Linked DNA regions of Zea mays: region 2 is linked to region 1. A link is a contact called in public Hi-C data. All regions are on one chromosome and are shown on one strand. The core of a region is the stretch at or near the end of the contact, and the rest is flanking DNA. Distances in the headings are between cores, read along the strand shown. Region 1 holds the start of LOC100275324. Region 2 holds the start of LOC103635907.

Region 1 (3,663 bases), core at 575-3,074:
CTAGCGCGCTTAACAGTGCACACGGAAGCGTCCTGAAGGCAAATCATGCATGTTCTTGTTCGCCCCCCACCCCCTAAAAGAGAGAGAGACGAATTAAGTTCTTATTCGGTGCAGATCACGCAAAAAAATGCTGTGTAATAATAATCTTGTCCATGAGGAAATGAAACCTTGCTTTCCAACAGCTAAATATCAGCGTCAGATGATGTATGTAGGGTAAAATGGGACATGCAATATAATTAGGATATCCCTCCCAATGCAATCAAAATAGAAACTGAAATCGGCCCGGGAATAATCTCCACTTCAGGGCTTGTTCGGTTATTCCTATCCCATGTGGATTGGATGAGATTGTAAAAAATTATAAAAGATTTTGACTTATTTGGGATTGAAACCCATCAAATCCCACCCAATCCACATGGATTGAGAGCAAAACGAACAAGCCCTGATAGGTAGGTCCAGCAGCAACCAGAGCAAAGACGCTGATGCAATAACCGAATGTGTGTTGCTCAGGTTGCTCCACGTTAGTTCCAATCATTCTAAATATATCTAGACTGGTCGATCGATACAAAGCTAAGCATGAGATTACACTTTTGCGTGGAAGCGCGCGCATCAGGTGCCTTCCGCACCACGCTGCACGCCAGAGAGACTTGTCTGCTGTGGTTGTTGCTTGCAATTGGTCTGTCTCTCTCTAACATCTTCTGCTAGCACTGAAGCTGCTCATGTGTATGAACCTGCTTATTACAAGCAAATACACAAGAACTGCATCCACAGTGTAATTAACCCACCAACTCTAGCTTGACATGGCAATGCATCCTTATTGATTGACCTTTTTTTTTAAGATACTCAGAAAGAACAGGACTAAAACCAATGCAAAAAATGACCAAAACGACTGAGTAATTAAACCACTTGGATAAAGAGAGAAGAAAACAGGAAAGACATGTGTTGCTAATACCCGATTTCGGTATCGAATAAGCCATTTTCTCTCGTTTCGAACAGACCCCTTATGTTAGGATGCTGTTTGGCTAGTTAGTAGCGGTGCATTTGAGTGTTCCCTATCGCAGATTGTCATTAAAGGAACAGCATGCAAGTAACTGCATGCACAGGTTAGGTTCCTGAGAAGCACAACAGGAAAATTACATATCTCCGACGACCAACTTGCAGGCATCATGTATACTCATACTCATACTAATAAGCTTGTTACTCAACGTTATGTTCTCTCTATATATAATGTACATAACATGCATATATCATACATAAACGCAAATATAACTAGAGCACAGTCTCTCAAATATTCCATTCCACATGGTAATATCAAATATATACATATAGGCTATAGCCAAACCAATTCCATGCATGGATGACACCAGTACTGACTGCCAGATCTTCACCTCTTGTCATCATCACAGGCTCAGCTGCTGCTATATATAGCTAGCCAAGAAACCGTTTCTTCATCTCCGTGATGTACGTTTCAGACCTCTTGTTGATGTCTTCCACAGAAAACACACTCCTAGCAGGCAGGCCTGCTGGGGTTCTCGGTCTTCTTCCAGCCCGATGCCTGATCATGTCCAGCGGCAGGATGCTTCCCGGTTCCCGCAGTCGCCTTGTACAGTTTCGGCTTGGAAAGGATGTTGTAGACGAGCTCGATCTTGTCAACTTTCTGAATCCTCACCTCGCCGTCAGTAGGTGGTGGCGCTGGCGCGGCCATGGTGGTCTTGGTGCGCCGAAACATTGTCAGCTAGTTTTCTGCTGCTGGATGCTAGGGAGAGATTAGAGGATGGTAGTAGCTAGGTGTTTGCCCTTGACAGCTTAATTGCTTGGTGGTGCGGGTGGAAATATCAAATATGGTGGTCTCTATTTATAGGCGGTTTGCCGAGTTCTTTAATTTTCTGGCTAGCTATAGGAAGCGCAGCCCATTAGCACAGCCCATGTAACTTGTTTTCCCTTGATAGCACCATAGTTGCTAGTAGCCAGCAAATGAGCAAAATAGGAAGCGCAGCCTGTAAGCCCATTAGTGATTCACGTTCGTTGCCATTAAAGAGTCCTACGACCGTCGTCCCTTGCATCGCACAGATCACGTTCGTCTGTTCGAGTTCGACTGTTCCTCTCGCGACTAGGCGACTCCAGACTCCTAACGGCGACTCTTTGAAACTCCCTCAAGGCGTCCGGCAAGGCTAGGCACATGTACATGCTACCAGGTAAATTCAAATCCGGCCAATCCAAAGTTGTCAATTTTGCCAGTTGCCACTCGTACTGAACTACTGATGAACACCATACTCATTTAATTAGTTAGGGTTTTGTATTTTTTTCAGAAAGATAATATAATCAAAATTCAAAAGGCAGACCCAAGTAGGGATTTTTACCTTCCAGATTCAGCAAACCTCTCAAGTCTTAACTTCTTGTGTATGCTTTGTTCCAGCAAAATGACAAGTAAGGACTAAATTGATTTTTAATCATGTGCGCCATGCGGCTGTTTGTGCATTCAATATTTACAGTGTTTGATTTTTATTATTGTTGACTAATTAAATAGGCAACCAAAGCACATTGGAACGTTTTTTTGAAAAGAAAATTAACCCCAGCAAGTGACAACGAGAATCCAGAGGGAGGCATTTCACGAAGAGACGACAACGATAGTCCTGATGTTGATGGAGGCACATCAAGAAGAGTCCAAATGCACCAAACACCAACTGTGGTACTCATCATCCTTTACGGATCTCACGACATAAGGTAAATTTTGATGAGCTTCCATATGATCCATCAGATAGAAGGAGAATTTCAGATTACATAGGTGAAAAACTACAAAATAAGGTAAGACAAAAGTATTTGATTAAAGAACCTTTTAGGCCACCACCTGGTTTTAAGTATCCACTGAAGATGATAGCTGGGTTTCCATGTCGGTTTCAACCTGATTGGTTCAAAGAATATTTAGACGTCAAGCTCGCGGTCTCATGGACTATCTTAAAGATTTTGACTTCGTGTTCTATTTAAAATTAATGTTCTTTTAATTGATTCCACCAAGTAAGAGCATAACCAGAAAACACGACTGGGGCCAAGTTCACTCGGTGTTGATCTGAAAGATTGTGAACTCTAAAAATTTTATCACACGGTTTAGCCCAGTTAAGATATTCATCCGCACTTTCTTTCCCCGTAAATTTAGGCATATCCAACTTAACTCGGGCAATATTGTCTGGGTCATTTCTATGACGTCGTCCATGATACAAGTCTCTATCTTTAAAGTCAGCATGTTGGTGATGATGACGCCGACCAAACATTCTATCATTTGCAAAGGGATTCTCATCAGATCCTTCCTCACGATCACGCCCTTCAAACTCCTCGTCTTCAAATCTTACCAGGCGTCCGTGTGCACGACGCCTTACACGCGGATTATCGAAATCAGCGCATCGACCATCACCATAACCTCTATGGCCATCACTAAAGGTATCGAATTCACGGGTGATAACCAACGGAGTAGTGGTGTAGTGATTGCGAGAAGCCGTTCTTTTGGAGCCTTAGATCATCAACGTCGAGATCTCCACCCAATCAAGTTATCGTACCTCACGGAAGATCGGGACTCGTTCCCTATCAAGTGAACCTGGCTTTGATACCACTGCTCTGTTGGTTATCACTCGTGACACATGAGTGACCTCGCCACGAAGGCTTATCACTGCA
Region 2 (3,663 bases), core at 417-2,916, 270 kb after region 1:
GAGGCATTAAGATCTCATGATATATTGATATCCACCCCTTTCATGCATTTGAAGCCACATCGTAGTCCACTCAATTCGTACTCAGATAAAAGCATGCGATTAGTATATGAACAAAACAAGACGTTCCCATTCTGTGAACTGAACTGATAATTGAACAAAAAATAACAATTGCACAATGCAAATAATTGTGTTTGCGATTTATAGGTTGAATCCTTTTCTATGAAGGTTGAATACAGAATGGAAAAAACTGTGTACTGCTAAAAATGAGTTTCACATGCAACAGCACACTAGCACAGTACTGTGTTTTATCAAGGGCTTTGGATAATGATAATTGAAATACAAGGTCATCCGAACCTATGTTGTGCACAAAATTTGTAATATATAGTAGGAACTCAATAAATAAAAAAGTCATTCAGGAGGTGTTTTTATAAAGCAGGCATCAAGCATCGACAATCTATAAACAATGTGAGCATCCATAAAACTGATTGGCCAAGTATTGCTTCATAGATTAGAGTCAGAGAAAGAGGGATGTCCATAATCAAGCCAGGTAGTTTCTAGTCACACCATGTATTTGAAACAAGATCAGTAGTATGGGAATGTTGGGGCGTGAGTGTGTGTCTGGACGTCTGGTGTCTGTGGGGTTGTTTGGGCTCTTGCCCCTTTTTTCTTCTTAATATAGTAATCAGCTCTCCTGCGTTTTTTGAGAAAAAAAAATATATCAGTAGTATGCGCAGAAACAGAGGCTAGTGAAATTCTGTTTTGCGATATCTGTTTTGGGACTAGGCTCTAGGCTGAAGCTTGGAAGTGTAAGCCCTGAGTTCTGCACCTGTTTGGGAGGATTCTTACTTTTCAAAGGATAACACAAATTAACTTATCTATAGCACCAATTTGGCTTGTTTTTCAGATATGTTACAGGGGCTGATGTTTTGAATCTGGACAAGTCACATACTGAATGTGTGGAGACAGAGTGAAGTGCTAGGGAAGGTGGCGCAGATTGCTTGCTAACCACAATTCAGTGAAAAGAATGTCATGGACCACTTTAAAACTATTAGAATAGTACGAACATGCAAATGGTCACAACTCCAACAAAATAAATCCATCCATCATCCTTCGGATACATCGTCGATAAGTTTTGACTTCGTGAGGAGCACACCATTTCCATAAGGAGTGTTTACAGCTGTCTGCCTGTCATATTCACCAGATAACCTTGTCTAAAAAGTGTGCCCATGAGCTGCTGAGCTCAACAACAAAGACTTGCTTTGCAGCAATTAGCGGTGCTCACACACAGCTGACAGAGCGGTGCTGCAATTAGACCTACTACACATTATGGCACTGCAAGCTGGGTTCATTCATTGCTAAAAAGAACTGAACAAGCATAAACCATAGACGAACCTTTCAGGTTTTGATCAGTGAGTAACTTCAGCCAAATGTGTTCCACACAAACCACTGCGCTATCGCTGTACCATATCTAAGCGTACGTGGCTGCAATGTAGCAAACCAGCTGAAATGAGGGCGACGCATATGCGTCAATGCAGCAATGCGGACCCAACCCCACCCGCAAACACGGGCGAACGTGCGCGTCAAAACTGCCGCCCTGCGAAATTCGCGCCACCATCGGTACCGAATCTCTAGCCGCATCCTCGAATCAACAACACAACGGCACGCGAACAGCAGAGAAGGGCGGAGCGGGTGGGTACCTGGCAGGCAACCGCTCGCTCAGGCAGGCCGCGGCGGCACGGGGCAGGGAAGTAGGCGGCGCGGCGGCAGTGATCGTGCATTGCCACTCTGGTTCGCTTCGCTTTTGCTGCGGCGCTGTGGCCGGTGGGCGGTGGTGCGTGCGCCGGTGCGCGCGTGCGGCTGTGGGGGACGGCCGGCCGGGGGCGTGCCGCGTGGCCGCGTGGTGCGCTTGTCGCTGGTGCGCCTGTGTCCTTCGGGCGAATCACGGGAGCAGGCGCAGGAAGCAGCGCGGACCGCGGAGGGCCATATGGGCCGCTATTGTTGAGCCGTGCGCATCGCAGTAAATCCTTGACAGGGCGCCGAATTACTACAAGCAGTCCAGATGCACCCTTTTTGGGCCCAATTTCCTGGTCGTTGGCTACCGGCTCTCTGCTTGGCGGATACGAGCCTGGGCCAGCGGTCTATGGTGCGTGGCCCGTGACATCATCTATATATCTTTAATTTTTTTTATTATTTTACACAAAGGGCCCGTATTGTATTGGAATGATTCTATTCTAATAATTAATTTAGATAAAACTAGTTAAGTTAATATGTTTATCTATGTAATATATTTTTATACACTACATTTATATTATAGAGAAGCAAGTAGAAAGTGTGCTATAAATTGTACATTAAAAATAGCATATAAATTTATAGAATCAATTTTCATCTTTCACCCCATAAATTTGAGATATGTTTATATATACACTTTAGAAAGTTGTAGAATGACATATTCTAAAAAATAACTTATTCTATTAGTTAGATCCAATTCCTTAAAATAAAAGGAAACAAACGGGCCCTAAAGTATATAAGAATTCGCTTCTGGTTTCGCTCCTACTGCTTGTGTTGGACTTAGTGCTCGTTTGAGAGAGAGGCTCTCAGGCGGCTCCGGCTCTAACTGCTTGCTGGAGCCCTCCTTTGTATTTTAGCCCTTTTTCGAAAAAAAATCACGTTTAGACCTTTGGACAACTTAATACTGTTTTTAGACCATTTGCTCGGCGCTATAGGACATGGCACCGAGGTAACACGTCTTGGTGCATTAGCTCATGGCAGCGAGCTGAGGGATTCGCTGGTAGGCTGGTCAACGTGGCAACTCACGTGGCACCAAGCTCGGCACCACATATATTGGCGCCGAGCTCAGTAGTATAGGGCCACACTAGCCCTTCTCTTCTCCGCCCCCGCGCTAAGGCTGCGTTGCCGCCGCCGCGCCAACCTCCGCCCCTTCTCTTCTCTTCTCCGGCGAGGCCATGACTCTGCCCCTGCTGCTCCACTCCGCTATGCCACCTCCACTGCTCCATGTCGTCGCCGCCCCTGAGTGTCGCCGTTGCGCTACCTCCGCCCATGCTGCTCCACGCTCCCCACGCACCTCCATTGCTCCATGTCGCTGCCACTCATCGCGCACGCCGGCTCGTCATCGTTCACCGCACCCCGCCGCTCGCCGCCTCGCAGGTTACTAATTTTCATAATTTTTTAGTTGAGTTAGTTAGTATATATAGTTAGTTAGTTACTAATTTTGTTAGTATATACTTAGTTAGTTACAAATATTGTTAGTATATAATTAGTTTAGTTAGTTGGATTACCAATGTTGTTAGTATATACTTAGTTATTTAACAATTTTGTATGTATACACTTTGTTCACTTAGTTAGATTTTATATTTAGTTAGTTCGTTAATTGGTTCGGTAATTTGTGTTGTTTTCTATGTTGGATTATGTTTTTTGTAGATAGTAGGCCATCCGACTCCACCTTCGCCACTGATAGCTTGACTCATCCCCAAATTCAGGTATATCTTTTTCGTAAATTATTCATAGATTATGTAATTATGTTTGATGTGGTCCTTTAATAGTTAGTATATAGTTATTAGTTAGTAAGTAACTATAACTTATTTATTACTTAGTAAGTATTTAAGATTTAGTAGATTAGTAGAAGGGGATAGTAATTACTTAGTC

Evidence for each region. A called contact is a pair of places that touch in the nucleus more often than the background predicts.
Region 2: a Hi-C map of leaf shows a contact between it and region 1, with 6 times the contacts expected there. The contact joins the promoter of LOC103635907 here to the promoter of LOC100275324 in region 1. A contact is called at or near these places in 7 of 25 Hi-C or Micro-C datasets (bundle sheath, ear, leaf and 3 more) and 1 of 3 datasets of contacts at active chromatin or transcription factors (leaf).

What each region holds. Positions count from the first base shown.
Region 1 is chr8:132,400,354-132,404,016 of Zm-B73-REFERENCE-NAM-5.0, forward strand. LOC100275324 reads right to left here and starts at 1,825. Exons shown (of 1, transcript NM_001149427.2): 1 at 1,156-1,825. The coding sequence starts at 1,726. The coding sequence ends at 1,505.
Region 2 is chr8:132,669,473-132,673,135 of Zm-B73-REFERENCE-NAM-5.0, forward strand. LOC103635907 reads right to left here and starts at 1,667. Exons shown (of 13, transcript XM_035961804.1): 1 at 1-1,667.